Linked DNA regions of Sus scrofa: region 2 is linked to region 1. Evidence: chromatin contacts called from public promoter capture Hi-C data. All regions are on one chromosome and are shown on one strand. Each heading gives the region's core, a stretch centred on a gene start, on an enhancer-like site or on the middle of the called end of the contact. The rest is flanking DNA. Distances are from core to core; before and after follow the strand shown.

Region 1 (3,787 bases), core at 494-2,993:
CGTAGGGAGGTAACTAGTATCTTGCAATGAGGCTAACACAATCCATTCTCATGTCTACACAACATGTAAATGAAGCATCTAAGTATCTTCACAATACTATTGCTCATTTATTAATCCCAAGGTCTGCAAAACTCAAATCATACTTGAACCTCAGGCAATTCAATGAATTGAACATCCACCTCATCAGATTCAGGAGAAAAGGGTACAATCTAAAAAAGGCAATATTAATATGAAGCTCATAGTGATTATCTAGCTTAAATTTTTTTCAACACAAGCAGAAGGACTTGTAGGGTTGTCAAAGTGAGCTGAAGGGTAAACATTCACCAAATGAATCAAAACCATAAAAAAAATTTCCAAATCATACAAAACTTGATTTTCACAAAAATGAAGTATTTGAGAACTTAGTTAATAAGTCTTAACATTCCACCCTTGAGACTCTGTAGATACTTGAAAACAAAAACAAAAACAAAAACAAAACGCAGTAGTCATAATGTCATCTGAAGTCTTATGATGAGCCCCCAGGAGTTTTCATAAACAAACAGCGAGAGTAAGTTGGGTTCAAATCTATAAGGCATAGGAAAAACACACAAAAAATCACTGTCTCCCTCGTCTTCTCCAACCTTCAAATCTTCATTATTTCCTTATGCTTTCGTGTGTAGGTTATTAAAAACTCACTCTGTAAACCTCTCCATTTTTCAGGTCGCTGTGTGGACTACCCAGGTTTCTGACCACTAACTGCTAGCTATCTCAATACTCAGTTCACCCTTTTACCATAGGGTGGGAGAAAGGAAGCTAAAAATTCTTTCATTTGCGTGGGGGGAAAAAAAGGTGGCTGAAATTAAATCATAATATTTCACTCCTCTAACAGCTCGAACAAACTCTTCAAATGAAGCTTGGGATGTAAATGAGTTACTGGCCTGGGGAAACCTGAGCTCGAAAAAGCAATGGGGTGCAAGACTTTCCATATGGGATAAGCCAGAGGCTCCATCCTCAACTTCCCAGTCTCACCACTGAAGAGCAGCTCCGGACCGCGAAGTTTGCACGTGGGCCGGTCCAGCCTCTGCTGTCACCTCCCGTCGCCAGTTGGCGAGTGGGATCCAGGCCGGAGTGCGGTCCTTCAAAGGGATGGGGCTGGCGTCCTCGCCAAGGAAATCCGAGAGACCACGCTATCGGCCTCCGGCCCCCAGGGCCGGCGAGCGAGGGGAACAGGGCACCACCAGGCCCTACGCTTGCGCCTAGACCCACAGCCCGCAGGCCGGGGCGGCGCCTCTGGGCCCAGAGTCCGTCCGACCGACCGCCCCTCGGCGAGCACCCCGGCCCGCGACGGCGCCAGCTCGCTCCCGCGCTGGCCGGAGCCCCGACCCGCACCCACCTTGACGTCCTCGTCCTCGTCCTCGCCTTCCCAGCGGTCCCCGCCGGCGGTGCCGCCGCCCCCCACCTTCCGCACTGGGTCATCCACGGAGAACGTGTCTGCGTCTACGGAAGAGAGCGAGCTGTGTTAAAGCTTGCTTGGGCGTGGGGCTGGCGCCAGCCCCGGCCTACCCCCGGAACTTCTCCTCACCCCAAGAATCGGAGTCCCCCGCCGCTGCTGCCGCCGCCGCCGCCGCCATCTCGCGCCGGGTATGAGCGTGTGTGAGGCGACAGCGAGCGAGGAGTTAGCGCGGCAGTGAGTCACTGGATCTGCTCTCGTTTGCCGGCGCGGGGCAGGCTGGGACTGTGGCTGACTTAACGCCGGGGCCCAGGCTCCTCCCCCTCTGGCGGCGGCGGCGGCGGCGATGCTCTCGCGGGCGGGAAGGGGGCGTGGAACGCGGTGGGCGAGGCGGAGCGTCCAGTACCCCACGCACCCAGCAGGGTGGTCCTGTCTGCTAGTGGGGTGGGGAGAGAGGAAGAGGCTAGGAGGCAGCCACCCTACGCCCTGGGGAGAAAAATGTAAGTGCGGCGAAGTTAGCAGGGCAGTCCTTTTCCCGGTGCTTGGCTCTCTCCTGCCCTTGCCATCCTAACCCATACCCGCCCGGACCGGTCGGGTGCGCCCTCCTTCTGTTCACATGGATCGCCACCCTTGGCCTCTGGCTGGTCCCAAGGAAACCCGCAGCCTCTCCACGCGGCACTCAGAAGTGGGCTCTGAACGCCGAGCCCGCCTGTGGCGGCAGTCGCCTGGCTCCCCGACCCCAGGAGGGTGCGGTCGCTGGCGGAACGAGGCGGGATCCCTCTGGAAGCCGGTGGTGCATGGGGCGGCCAGGAAGAAGCGAATAGAGAGGGCCAAGCTCCTGGCAGTCTTCCCAGTCAGGGTGTTCAGTCAGCTCCTGGCACGTTTGCCTCCAGGTAGTCACGAAGATATGGAAGGGAGTCCCCATGTTCAAGAATTTTTCCTTCCTGTGAGCCCCCTGAAGTCAATACATTATTCATTCTTTTCGCAGAATAATTTCGGAACTCGATCTGCGCTAAGCGTAAGCTCTAGCCTTGTCCTCGCTCACTCAAGTATAGACATATAAACAAATTTCGACACAGTGAGATGACTGCAACAAAAAGGCATTGTGAGGTTTAGTGTAAAAGGATAGCATTAACCGCAGAGAAGAGAGGTAGGATATATGAAAGGCTACCTGAGGGTAAGTGAGGCCGATAAAGAGTTTTAAAGACCAACCAAGTGAAATGTGTTCAGTGCCTTTTATGCTTGTGGTCCCTGTTCTGACTGAATGGCGCAATCAGAGATAAGCTGAAAAGATAAATTTATAATACTAAAGGGTTTAAGATGAGCTAAGCTGCACCTAGCTTGGGCCACTGAGCTCCACTTCAGGATTTTAAAAGGTGAGCTGTTAAACATATTTTTGTTTTTGTTGTTTTCTTAATTTCTTAGTTTTGAATATGTAACATACGTACTTGGTACAACATTCATTCAAATGGGTATATAGGATGATCAGCCATTATGTTCTTTCTGGTGGCAACCAGTGTTCCCCATTTCTTATGTATCTTTTTCAGTGAGTCTACAAATAGACCACATTTTATAAAGATGGTCTTCCAAAAGATATTCTGCAGCCCAGTTACTCAAAGTTTTTTCCTGATCAGCCACACTTGGGAGTTTGTTAGAAATGTAGAATCTTAGATCCCAGCCCAGAATCAGAATCTGCCTTTTAAGAAGATCTGAGGATGGGGAGTTCCTTTTGTGGTCTAGTGGGTTAAGAACCTGACTAGTACCCATGAGGTTGCCAGGTGGATCCCTGGCCCCGCTCAGTGGGTTAAGGATCTGCTGTCGCTGCAAACTTTGGTTTAGGTCGAAGTTGCTGCTCTGACCTGGTGTGGCTGTGGCTGTGGCATAGGCCAGCAACTGTATCTACGATTGGACCCCTAGCCTGGGAACTTCCATATGCCACAGGTCTGGCACTAAAAAGAAAAAAAAAAAAAAAAATCTGTGGATGACTGTGAAGCATGAGAGGCTTTAATCCCTTTATAAAGAGGGATTGGAAGGAGGCAAGACTGGTGGCAAGGAAAGGCTAGGAAGAATGTAAGGTACCTAGGGCACAATCTGTTTTTATTCAAAGTTTTATCTCCAGCATTTGGCACAGTATCTAATACATTAGTAAATATTTTATGAAGTGAGACTACAACCCTAAAGTAAGGCAATGGCAATAGAGATGAAGGAATCAATGTGAGAAATAATTAAAAGTCAGAATCAACAGAATTTAGTGACTGGTGATTAATTTTGTGTCAGTTGGGGTAGGCCATGGTACTGTTTTGGGTTAAACAGTAGTCTAGTTGTTGCCGTGAATATGTTTTTTTGTTTGTGATTAAC
Region 2 (3,799 bases), core at 460-2,959, 220 kb after region 1:
AAACAATGTGAAGATTACCAAGAAAGGGTCCAGAATGGAAGACATCTACTTATTCTACCTAAAAATTTTCACACTCTAGTATATCAACAGAAGTTGCATAGGACATAAGTTAATAATATAATAAACATATATAGTTATATATGTTAAGAAGTTAATATTATAATTCATAAGTTAATAACATAATTCCCAATACTCTGGTGAGAACAAAGACTATTCAGTACCGGGTCTAGTTCCAGTCTAGCTCTAAACTTTTTAAATTTAAACTTTGTATGGCTGTCCACCCAGTAAAACACCAACCCTAATAGCTACTTAAGCATACAAAATTTCATTTTTTTATTTCCTTTCAATATCAGTGAGGAAAATGACATAAGACTGTTGGCTTAGAACATATTTTTAGATTCTATCTTTTTGGCTAATTCATTAAGAATTCAAATTGTGTAGATAATTTTTGATTAAATATGTCCAAGTCACAAGTATGGCTCATATATGGTTCCAGAACCCATCCATCAGAACATTATCGTCACAAAAAAAGGCAGTAATAGCTGATCTTTAACTGCTTAATACAGAGCCCTATAGAGATAGTCGAAAAATATATGGTGACCATATATTTAAGTAATAATAAGTAGTTAGAGGAGGCCCCATTCTTTAAATAAAGAAATTGATAATGATCGGTGTGCACGGAATAAAAGATAAGGCAATAATACACCAAACCTAGCATTCTCCAGATCTGTCCATCTGTAAACGTAAGGCGGCCGGCCACATAGGCCAAATGTTTACAACTGCCAGCTCAGCAGCTGAGCTTGGAGAAAAGGCGGCATCCACACACAGGCCACTCTTGAGAACCAGAACTTAGAGCTAGTTTCGTCTGGAAGGGACCGGAAAATGTGGTGGTGATAAACTGGCTAAGGTCTAACAGAAATAGGGTTGTTAGCGGTAAGGGTAGCCTCCGAGGCTGCAATTCTGGAAGGCATAAGGCAACCGGGATCAGGCTAAACAACCCCACCACGAAGCTGAAAAAAATATATATATGGGAATTGAGGGGAGAGGACTGGTCCTTACCTTGTCATCCTCGCATCTTTTCCCGAGGCCCTCCCTGGCCTGCAGCCGGCTGCTGAGGCGGCCGTAGTCGGCCTCTTTCTGGTCAATCTGTTTCTTGTGCGAGTCCACCAAGAGCAGGAGGTCCGAATTGCGCTTCTCCAGGCGCCCGCGGGCTACCTCTGTGCGCTGGACCTGGCCCTGCAGCTCGGCCACTTCCTCCTGAAGCAGGACGTGGCGGGAGGAGATGCTCCAGTAGTTGAAGGCGAGGACAGCGATCACGACCAGCAGGACCACCAACACGAAGGAGGGCAGGCGGCCCGCCCGCCGGTTGGCCCCGAAACCGACCATGGAGCCGAAGCAGGCTGTGCCCGGGAGCCTCAGCGCCAACACCTGCAGGCAGAAGCTCAGGCCGCGGCTGCCGAGTTGCCTGGGGGACGCAGCCCCAGGGCCAGCTGAAGGAGGAGGCGGGCGGAATCGTCCGCCTGTAAGCCGGAGAAGGGGGCGGGGCCGCAAGCCGCTGGACCCTCCCCGCCCCCTCTCCTCAAATCCGGCCGACGCGCTTTCCCGAGGCTTTGAATTAGATTCTGCAACAGCTGGGCGGAACCGGAGAAGCAAGCCGCTGGCACCCGAGGTCCAACACCTCAGGGTTAGGAGGCGGGGAAAAGAGCCGGAAGGGGGTGGATTTAACTCGGGCCCCGCCCATTGTCTGAGTCCGGGTCGCCAAGGGGGCCATTTCCTAGTTTCCGCCAACACCCCCTCTTCTCGCGAGAAAGTGGGCTGCTCTCGATCTTCGCAGTCTTATCTCGCGAGGGTTATCCCTGTCAGGAAGAGTGTTGTATTTATTTTGGCGACTTGGGTTAGCTCGTGTACCTGAATCGGATCCCCTTCAGCTTTTACCTGCTCAATTCCCTTGCCCCGGGGTCTAGGAATGCCTATCCTGCTCTGTCCCTCGTGAGAGTTTTTTGTTTTTGAGGACATCTGAGGCAGCGACCGCTATGTAGGGAACACATAGGTGAGCTGCGGGCAGAAAGGGCGACTGGAAAGATTTTGTACTTGCTTCAGTAGATTTTCTCGCTTGTGCTAACAATGTGGAGGAAAAAATAACAACTAAAAAAAAAAATGCCATAAAATAGCGGTGCCCCGAACATTAAGGAGAAAAGCCAGAGAAACTAAGCTTTAGGACTAAAAGAGGGTGGTTCCAGCCCGCTTTCCAAGGTTACTGCCTCCACCAAGGGAAAGAATTCCAGAATTGTGTGAGCCCCTGTTCTTAAACTCACTGCTGCTTTTGCCTGGAGCTGGGCTTCCAAGTAGAAAGTCCAAAAGCTGCCCACAATGAATGATAACTTAACGCTGATACTGACAGCAAGCACGTTTTGGAGTTGATGTGATAGCTGTCTTACAAATTGTTTTTGCATGCTTAATCTCTTTATCTCTCAACAACACAGTTTTACAGATGAGGAATCCAACACACAAAAATATACCAGAAACTTTCTCAAAGTGCCATATCTTGTTTGAGACAAAACCAGTCTTGAGTCTGGTCACTGGTCTCTAACATCATTGCTGTTTGCATTACACCAGGCTGACTGCTGCTATATGTTCGCCATTAATTACAGTGATGCAGAAAAAGTAACCTCTTTTGCATATTTCTTGCATAAAAGTTTTAAAAGTTATTGATGCTATCCTGTTTAAGGAGAAAATGGAGTCCCTTTATTTTTCAGACCTCAGGATCAAGAACTTCCATAAGCATAAAACCCCCCAAACACAAAAACTTTGGTATTTTCATTTGAATCAGAGTGGTATGATGTTGAGGCAGGAAGATTTGTCATCTTTGAATAATTAGTATTCCCGTCCATTTCAAAAATAAAGTTACTTGCCTAATAGTCCTAGGGTAGCCTGGAAGAATTATTGCACCTTCAAAGAATGATGATTTCTCTCTCAGAGATACAGAAAAACACCACCAACATTATTAATATTTACTTCACATCAAACTTGAGCCCTTTGCTCTGGCATAAGATCTAAGAAATCTCAAGTCTCAAAAGACAAGCAGACTTTGGCAAAAAGGAGCAAGGCAAAAATGGGAAAACCCTGACTGTAATGGATCCACCTGTTCTTTCCTCAACTTCATAAGGAAGTTGGCCTTGCTTTGCTTAGCCAGCAGTTAAAAATTAACCTATAAAATGATGTTAACTGCTTAAGATGTTACTCTTTCCTAAAGCGTTTTTTATGGAATTCTGGCATGCAAAATATATTATTTACAAAACATTCACATATATTTTTTCATCAGACGCTTAAAGAACTATCTACTTAGTACTATTATTCCATTTTCCAGATATGGAAGTAACTTGCTCAAAATCATACATCTAATAAATGACGGGGTTGGAGTTCCCATCGTGGTTCAGTGGTTAACGAACCTGACTAGGAATGAGGTTGCGGGTTCAATACCTGGCCTTGCTCAGTGGGTTAAGGATCCAGAGTTGCCATGAGCTGTGGTGTAGGTCGCAGATGCAGCAGCTCGGATCTGGCATTGCTGTGGCTGTGGTATAGGCCAGCAGCTACAGCTCCAATTCAACCCCTAGCCTGGGAACCTCCATATGCCGTGGGTGTGGCCCTGGAAAAGACATTAAAAAAAAAAAAAAAAAAGCAGTGTTGAAGCTTGAAAAAAATTTTTTTGTTTTGATGGTTACCCCTTCAAGCTCTTCCCCCTAATGGAGATATCATGAAGACAGTGCATATGTGCCTTCATATAGATGCTTCTAGATTA

Evidence for each region. Promoter capture Hi-C pulls out the DNA fragments that hold promoters and counts their contacts.
Region 2: a promoter capture Hi-C map of liver shows a contact between it and region 1, with 4 times the contacts expected there. The contact joins the promoter of CASC4 here to the promoter of EIF3J in region 1. A contact is called at or near these places in 2 of 5 promoter capture datasets (fetal liver and liver) and 2 of 2 datasets of contacts at active chromatin or transcription factors (alveolar macrophages and skeletal muscle).

What each region holds. Positions count from the first base shown.
Region 1 is chr1:127,017,521-127,021,307 of Sscrofa11.1, forward strand. EIF3J (eukaryotic translation initiation factor 3 subunit J) reads right to left here and starts at 1,744. Exons shown (of 8, transcript XM_003121533.6): 1 at 1,562-1,744; 2 at 1,373-1,476. The coding sequence starts at 1,610.
Region 2 is chr1:127,236,779-127,240,577 of Sscrofa11.1, forward strand. CASC4 (protein CASC4) reads right to left here and starts at 1,710. Exons shown (of 10, transcript XM_021096541.1): 1 at 1,060-1,710. The coding sequence starts at 1,386.